Regions from separate parts of the Mus musculus genome. Here region 2 is linked to region 1. The links are chromatin contacts, called in public ChIA-PET maps. All regions are on one chromosome and are shown on one strand. Each heading gives the region's core, a stretch centred on a gene start, on an enhancer-like site or on the middle of the called end of the contact. The rest is flanking DNA. Distances are from core to core; before and after follow the strand shown.

Region 1 (3,973 bases), core at 1,352-3,851:
CACACCCGGCTCTGATGACGTCACACCCGGCTCTGATGACGTCACACCCAGCTTTGGACACAGACTCTAGGGACTGATCCTTTTATAGCTGAGAATTTCATACAACTTGTCTTGATCATACTCACCTCCCATTCCCTAACTCTTCCTCGGCTCACCCCTCCTTTTTCCCTACCCAACTTTGTATCTTTTTTTTTTTTTTTTTGAATCTTTCAGGATAATTTGTGTCTTACCAAGTGCTACACTCTTCCTCTCCCAGCAACTAACAATTTGCCAGTAGCACCACTGCCCAACCCCCCCGTCCTTTCTGGGATTTGGTCTGGCATGAGCTTGCACAGGCTTTGTGTATGCTGTCAAATATGTGTGTGCTCATTCGTGCATCTGCCCTGCCAGGTCCAGAAGATAATGGTTCCTTGCAGTCACCAGCTGCCTCGGGCTCTTACGGTTTTTCTACTCCCTTCTGAAGTGATCCCTGAACCTTGGGAGGGAGTTTGCAGTTTATCTTTTCCGTTTCGGGCTGAGCATTCTGCACCCTGGCCAATTGTGGATCAGTGTGTTAAACACCATCTACTGACGACAGGAGCTTCCCAGCCTAGGGAATGCCTATGAGACATTAGGAGTCAGTTTCATACATACATTTAGCAGCACGATCATTTTGGGCTCTCCTCTGGGGCTTATGACCTGTGTAGGTGTGAAGTGTAGATTTTGCTACCCCGCCTAAGCTCTGGGAATGGCCAAGCAACCAGCCCCCACCCAGCTTCCCTTGAACCCAGGGATAAAGACACAGACACACACGTTGTTCATTTTCAACTTGCCTTCTTGGCACTATTCATGGGCATTATTAAACTCCTATGGCTAGCATGCCCTTATCAATACTCTTAGCTCTGCACCTCCCACCTGCCCTAAACTTTAGTTGCTCAGTACATCTAGTCCCTGCTAAACACCCCTGACCCCCTGCATGTAGGAGTGGCCTGTGTGGCCACTCCGTTTAGAGGTCTCACATGGCTGGTCAACTTTTTTCCATCTGAAGCATGACGAACTCTCCTCTCCTTCCTTGGATCTGTCTGCTTGCCTCCAGGGACCCGGAGGTCCCGCCTATCCCTTCTGCCCAGCAATTGGCTCATGGCTTCTTTACTGACAGATCAAGAACCAATTGGAGCTGGGGAGCCGGGCAGTGGTGGCGCACGCCTTTAATCCCAGCACTTGGGAGGCAGAGGCAGGCGGATTTCTGAGTTCGAGGCCAGCCTGGTCTACAAAGTGAGTTAGTTCCAGGACAGCCAGGGCTACACAGAGAAACCCTGTCTCGAAAAAACCAAAAGAAAAAAAAATTATTAAGGGCTCCTCATACTCCAGAGACTGGGGCAGAGGAGACTTTTGAGGTAGGAGGCCAACCTGGGCTACACAACAAAACCTTGTCTCAAGAGAAAATAGTTCCCCGAGGCATTATCCCTTTCTGTTGCACAAAGAAACAGGTGTTGGGTAAGGCTCCAGATATCTCAGAGCCAATTACGTTCTCTATGAAGTAAGGTCCGACAGGAATATATGACTGTAGATAAATGTTGTATGGAAAACACTAGTGCAGAGCTGGGCACGTTGTGGTACACGCCTTTAATCCCAGCACTTGGGAGGCAGAGGGAGAGTTTGAAGCCAGCCTGGTCTATAGAGCTAGTCTAGGACAGTCAGAGCTACACAAAGAAACCCTGCCTCAGAGAGAGAGAGAGAGAGAGAGAGAGAGAGAGAGAGAGAGAGAACACAAGAGAACACTAGGGCAGAAGAGCAAGGATGTCAAACACACCCTGCATTATCAGTATCTCCAAACCCTTGAAGAACGAGTGCCATTTAAGAGACCAGGTGGAAATCAGCAGTTGTAGGTGCTGAGTGAGGCTCCAGGCACATGTTCAAGCATGTACTATGTACTAAACCTTGTGGAGAGATACCAAGAATAAAGTGGCTCGCACGCACCCCGTAACTAACGATCCACCCCAGACCATGCATACTCCTGGCAGGGTAGGAACGGTCCCAGAGAAGATGGTCAGCCAAGAGAAAGAGGAGGAAGCTGGAGCTGGGGTACTACTGGGGCAGATGTGGCTCCTATGTCAGCGAAGTCACTTGGCCTGGGCCATCCTGTAGGTGCTTCCGGACCGCGAAGGAAAGCGCTGCATGTTTTGTGTGAAGACTGCCAGCCGCACCTATGAGATGAGCGCCTCAGACACCCGCCAGCGCCAGGAGTGGACGGCCGGTGAGTGCCGGCCTGGGTCTAACTGGGCCTGTTCACCGGAGTGACCTTTGGGGCCCCTTTGCGGTGGTGACTAGACCAGGGCTGACTCCGTCCGGCTCTGCCCTTAGCCATCCAGACTGCGATCCGGCTGCAGGCGGAGGGGAAGACGTCGCTGCACAAGGACCTGAAACAGAAGCGGCGGGAGCAGCGGGAACAGCGCGAGCGACGCCGGGCAGCCAAGGAGGAGGAGCTGCTGCGACTGCAGCAGCTGCAGGAGGAGAAGGAGAGGAAGCTGCAAGAACTGGAGCTGCTGCAGGAGGCTCAGCGGCAGGCCGAGCGGCTGCTGCAGGAAGAGGAGGAGCGCCGCCGTAGCCAGCACAAGGAGCTGCAGCAGGCTCTGGAGGGCCAGCTGCGGGAGGCGGAGCAGGTGAGACTGGCCCAGAGGGCGGGGCCGGGGAAGGGTTGGGGCGGGGTTATGACCGGGGCGTGACAGGAAGAAGAGCAGGGCGTAGTCCATGGTCTGGAGGATGCTATGGGCGGGGCCTAGATAGGGTGGAGCCCATTGGCTGAAGGATGGACCTAAGGTAGAGACTGAAAGATGCTGTGGGCGGGGCCTGAGGGGCCCTTAGGGGAATAGGTTGGAGTAGAGCCTGGATGCTTTGGGCATGGCCTAACGAATGTTAGGGTAGGGCCGGAACAAGGTTAGGGCTAGGGAAAACCCCTGGTAGAATGAGACCTGGTTCAGAATTCTTTTCTGGAGGCAGGACTTGGGCCGAGGAAGCTGCTTAAGGCTTCTTGATTGCAAATAATTTGGAATGAAATCAATCTAGACTTGAACTAAATTTTAACAAAACCAGTTTGGGGACCATAAGACGGGATGCATGTGAAGGGCAGAGTAGATGCACAGAAGCAATTGACTTTAAATTTTAAATTGAGAAAACGCAATTCTAGAGCTGGCTCAAAGGATAAAGGTGCTTGCCACACATACCTAGCGTCCTGAATTCCGTTCCTGGAACCCCAGAAAGATGGGCAGAGGGAACCGGCTCCACAACGTTGTCCTCTGACCGCCACAGGCATGCTGTGGCATGTGTGCCCATTACACCTCCGCCTTAAGAGCTGTATGAGCTCAGACATGCACTAAGTCTCTCCGTATCAGTAACTAGAGCTCTGTATATGGAAATGGGACGAGGATTCTGTGAAGGAATAGATGTAAGGAGTTTAATAAAGCCAGGCAGGTGCTACTTAGTGAGTTTGAGGCCAACCTGCACTACCTGAGATCCTGTCTCAAAGAACAAAGTAGGTCTAAAATGATAGCCTCACAGTTAAGACCACTGGCTGCTTTTTCAGAGGACCAAGCTTGAGCTTGTGCACCCACATGGGAGCTCATAGCCAGCCAGCAGATCGCACACCCTCTTCTTGCCTCTGCGAGTAGTGTTCTCATGTGGTGCACAGACATATGCAGCCAAAACACCCATGCATATGAACTAATAAAACTATAACAACAACAACCTGGGTGGTGGTGGCACACGCTTTTATTCCCAGCACTTGGGAGGCAGAGGCAGGAGAATCTCTGTGAGGTCGAGGTCAGCCTCAGAGAAACTTGGTCTCAGAAGAAAAATAAAAGCGTTCAATAACTTGTGGTTATTGTAATAATTGCAGTTCCTGGCACCCGCCATAATGATATTATAATTGTTAGGGTAGGAGCTAGGAAGGGATTACCTTCGTTTAATATGCTGGTTTATTGTAATATAACGTATT
Region 2 (4,283 bases), core at 349-2,848, 510 kb after region 1:
ACTCCGGAGGCAGAGGCAGGTGGATTTCTGAGTTCAAGGCCAGCCTGGTCTACAGAGTGAGTGCCAGGACAGCCAGGGCTACACAGAGAAACCCTGTCTCGAAAACAAACAAACAAAAAAAAAAAAGAAAGAAAGAAAGAAAGTCCAGCTGGTTAATAAACTACTTTGGAGTCGTACATGGTAAAATCACCTCTTGGAGGGCTGGAAGAGTCTAATTTTTTTCTATTAACATACATCCTCTTGAAGTGGCTAATCAGATATTCCTGGGGAGTAGAAATGTGAATGGAGCTAGATTTATATAAACTGAGTAGCTTCTTCCTGTCTGCAAGGAAGATGCTCAACTGTCACCATTAGCATGTCGGCAGTGTTACGGCCTGAGTGAGTCAGTGCCAGTCTCAGTCCACCCACTGTCCGCACCTGGAGCATCTCCTCTTTTCCATTTTCAGTAGCAGGGGTTTTGTTTTGTTTTGTTTTTTCTTTTACCATTCTAACTTCAGAAATATCTTGTGTGAGTGGACTTCCTTCTGGGTTAACTCGGTTTTCTGTAGGATGCCATTTTTGGGCACTGGCTCATCTTATCTTAAAAATTATTGACTGTTGCAGGCCTGTGAAAACTGGTGTGTAAATACACGAATGCACGGCCTTGTTGCATTCCAGGAAAACTCCATGTATAAGACAGGCACCAGGCTGTATCTTCCTGTCACCTTTCTAGAATTTTCTTCTGTTTTAGCAAAAAAAAAAAATGTTCAGAGGCAAAATGGCCATCTTGTTGCATAAGCAGTTCCTGTGACTAGGCAACTGTGGCTTGCAGACACTGTTCTCTTGACTGACTCATGCTTATTTTGCCTCTCTATATGCAAGCTAAATCTTCTCTATCTGTTCTTTAAATATTGTATGTGCCTTTTATGTATCAGATAATCTAAAATAAGGGATGGGGTTCAGCCATACATTGTAGTCCCAGCACTTGGATAGATGAGGCACAAGGACTCTGAGTTAAGAGGCTGCTGGGGGATTTTAGGTGACACAGGAAGGACGGCTAATGATCCTGCAGAACCTGACGGGCTCACACAGTCTCCCTATCTCACCATCAGCTGAGGTATGGAGCAGCTGTTCAGATGCTCAAAAGGGGCTGACTGAAGGCAGTGAGAGTAAATGGCCTCTGATCCTCCGGTGAACACATGCTCATTTGTTCTGAGGTTTTGGATGGCAGAATGACTATTCCGGGCCCTTTGCCTTTCTGCTTTTCAAGTCTTTAGTGAGTAGACTTTGGTTACTTTACATCCGTTATGGTTGCAGCCTGGTGTCTCCCATAGTGGGGTAGCACCCTCTGCCAGCTGGCTGTCCCTCACATGTTCTGTCTCCTAGAGGGGAGAGGGGAAGGTCTCCAGAGGGCACACTCAAGTGAACGAATGGTGTCTGGGAGGAGAGCAGGCCTCCCAACTGTCAGATTACAAGTTCCTTAGGTCAGGCCTTAGGGGGATAGTCACAAATAGATGCATAGAGTGTGCTCCGCCTCTGCTTGCCAGCACACTCTGCTTAGCTACCTCCTAGTGCCTTGGTGGAAGGGGAGGTGGAGGTGGAGGCTGGGCTCATGGACTGAGTGGCGTGGCCTCTTGTCTAAGACCCAACCACAGTGACTTTACTTCCTGCTGCATGGTGGTGACAAATGTGTGTGTGTGTGGCGGTTTTTTGAACCTTTCTACAGGAGGAGCAAGTCATGCTGAAAGTGGCCACCCTACAGAAGCCTTCCACCCAGAATCTTCCACCATGTTGGCCTTGTTTGGGGGAGGGGGGGACTCATTTCCATTATTGAGATTTTTTTTGTTTGTTGTGTTTTATTTTGCTCATTATTGTTTTGTTTTGCTTTTCACTTTTATTTTGTCCCGACATTTTCCTTTATAGTCCACCGTTAGATATTGATCAGTTGAAGCTCATTTTAAGACTCGTTGGAACCCCAGGGGCTGAGCTTCTGAAGAAAATCTCCTCAGAGTCTGTGAGTTGACGCTTTGATTGAATTACTACCCTCGGGGGCCTCTGCCACTTGCCTTCCGTCACTCTGCACTCTGACTTTGGAATGCATGTGTGACGTGTGCTGTGTGTGATGTGTGCACACATGTGAGCCTGCATGAGCCCGCTTGCATGCATGAGTGTGTTTTATTCTAAACTATCCTTATCTGGGTGTGGACTTAAGATCATGGGAACCCCTTTGGGGCAATTGTATGCTAATAAAACTGAGAGTTGAGATTCCAGTTCATTCCAAGAGATTAATGGGAAATTTGTGTGTGTGTCCTCCTGAGCCCTGACTTCTCTCTGAAGTTGCCCACGTGCTTAAGAGCCCTCTCACTTTCTGCTGAGCATCCTAATCTCTGACACTGTGTGCTAGTCTGACCTTCCCTCTCAGTGGTGGGTGATGTGTGCCTTGTCCCTAGAGGGGCTCCTCCTGGGCGGGGTCTTTCCATGGGCTCCTCTCCCACCCTCAGACCACACAGAACAGCTTCCTCCCCTCATGACAGTCTGCAGATGGCTCTGAACTCCTCCAGGAACCTTGGTCAATACAGTGAATAGCATGAGGGGCCACTTGGAACTTGTGCTTTCTCCATGGAGGCCATAAGAAGGTGACTCTGTTTTACTTTAGCCATGGTTGGTTGGTTTTTTGTTGTTGTTGTTGGTTTTTTGTTTTTTGTTGTTGTTGTTTTTGTTTTTTGGTTTTTTTTTGTTTTTTTTGTTTTTTTTTTTTGTTTTTTTGAGACAGGGTTTCTCTATGTAGCCCTGGTTGTCCTGGAACTCACTTTGTAGACCAGGCTGGCCTCGAACTCAGAAATCCCCCTGCCTCTGCCTCCCAAGTGCTGGGATTGAAGGCTTGTGCCACCATTGCCCAGCCTTGTTGTTGTTGTTTTTGTTGTTGTTGGAGGATTTTTTTTTTGTTTTTGTTTTTGTTTTTTAAGCTGTTGTCACTTTCTGGGGCCAGAAACTTTGAGGAAGCTAGGAAAGCCCCTCCTTCCTCTCATTTCCGCTTAGGGAAATAAATGGAGGAGCTAAGCCCCAGCTGTGCACGCCTAGGTTCCCCTCCTACCACTTCCAATAGAAGAGCCTTCTGCTCAGCTAAGAAGGAAGTTAAGTAGCTGTAGGCAACCAGCAACACACGAGTCACCTCCCCTGACAAAATCAGGACCCCGAATCTGCAGTGTAGCTATACATAAAGGACCCTGGAGCTTTTGAATGGGCCTATTTTATTTTATTTCCTTTACTCCTTTAAGATAAGAAAGCAAGCCAGGCATGGTGGCGTACGCCTTTAATCCCAGCACTTGGGAGGCAGAGGCAGGCGGATTTCTGAGTTCGAGGACAGCCTGGGCTATACAAAGAAAGCCTGTCTCGTCAAAAAGGAAAAAGAGAGAGAGAGAGAGAGAGAGAGAGAGAGAGAGAGAGAGAGCAAGCAAGCAAGCTGGATACATGGCCTAATAATGAGATGTCTTTTATCTTAACATGAAGTGGGCACATCAGATATTTGAACAGTTCTAGTGCAGCAATGGACAGAATCAGGTACCAAGACAAACATCCTCTCAGTGATAACTCAGTTGTGTACAGTAGTGAGAAAAGAGCTTCCCTGCATAATCGTCAGAAATGGGTAATGGCAGTCTAAATGTTGGAAAAGTATGGGCAAGGTTAAGTTAGTGTTGATGACACCACCCAGTACTTTTGAAATCTCCAAAGCACCAGCTGTGATGGTGCAGGTCTCTAACCCCAGCACTTAAAAGGCAGAGGCAGAAAGCCTGGGCTTAATTTGTAAGACACCTTTTTAAATAAACAAACAACTATTGTAGATGTAGCTCAGTGACGTCAACATGGCCATGGGTCTAACCCCAGACCCCCTGGGGGTGGGGAGCATACAGTACCTACATCCGGGTGAGATAAAGCTGACTGAGTAAAAGTAGTCAGAAAAATTTACTAAAGAATTGTAGTCAACAGAACACTGAATAACTCATTCCTTCTGGAAAGAACAGAACAGGGAAGCCAGTGTAGACAAGGACACGGGGTCTGAATACAGAGAATGCAGGACAGGGAGAACAGGACAGAAAGCTGGCAGAGGCCCGAGGACAGCTCACTGCTTAGTGTGCTGGCACCTGGGTTAACCAGCCAAGGAAACAAAGGCATGGCTCCTGCCCTCTTCTTCAGAGATACATCTTCTTGACTCCCAGATGACAAATGGCTGATCCTGTACGTGCTGCCCGCAAGGAGAGCATGACAGTTGAGCGTGTGAGCTCACCTGAATCCTGCGTGTCTAG

Evidence for each region. ChIA-PET counts read pairs in DNA pulled down with a chosen protein or histone mark.
Region 2: a contact with region 1 is called in an RNA polymerase II ChIA-PET map of memory CD8 T cells, with 5 read pairs. The contact joins two enhancer-like sites. A contact is called at or near these places in 2 of 115 datasets of contacts at active chromatin or transcription factors (bone marrow-derived macrophages and memory CD8 T cells).

What each region holds. Positions count from the first base shown.
Region 1 is chr17:28,221,545-28,225,517 of GRCm38.p6, forward strand. It overlaps Def6 (differentially expressed in FDCP 6), which reads left to right. Exons shown (of 11, transcript NM_027185.3): 6 at 2,128-2,236; 7 at 2,344-2,642. Among named protein-coding and RNA genes, the nearest start is that of Ppard, 9.2 kb to the right of the region's middle. Within about 2 kb of position 2,602, at least 215 of the 459 cell types and tissues checked have an H3K27ac peak or open chromatin away from gene starts, as enhancers often do. A contact at or near this core is called in bone marrow-derived macrophages and memory CD8 T cells, where this site is marked.
Region 2 is chr17:28,735,098-28,739,380 of GRCm38.p6, forward strand. It overlaps Mapk14 (mitogen-activated protein kinase 14), which reads left to right. Exons shown (of 12, transcript NM_011951.3): 9 at 1,914-1,993. Among named protein-coding and RNA genes, the nearest start is that of Mapk13, 32 kb to the right of the region's middle. Within about 2 kb of position 1,599, at least 83 of the 459 cell types and tissues checked have an H3K27ac peak or open chromatin away from gene starts, as enhancers often do. A contact at or near this core is called in bone marrow-derived macrophages and memory CD8 T cells, where this site is marked.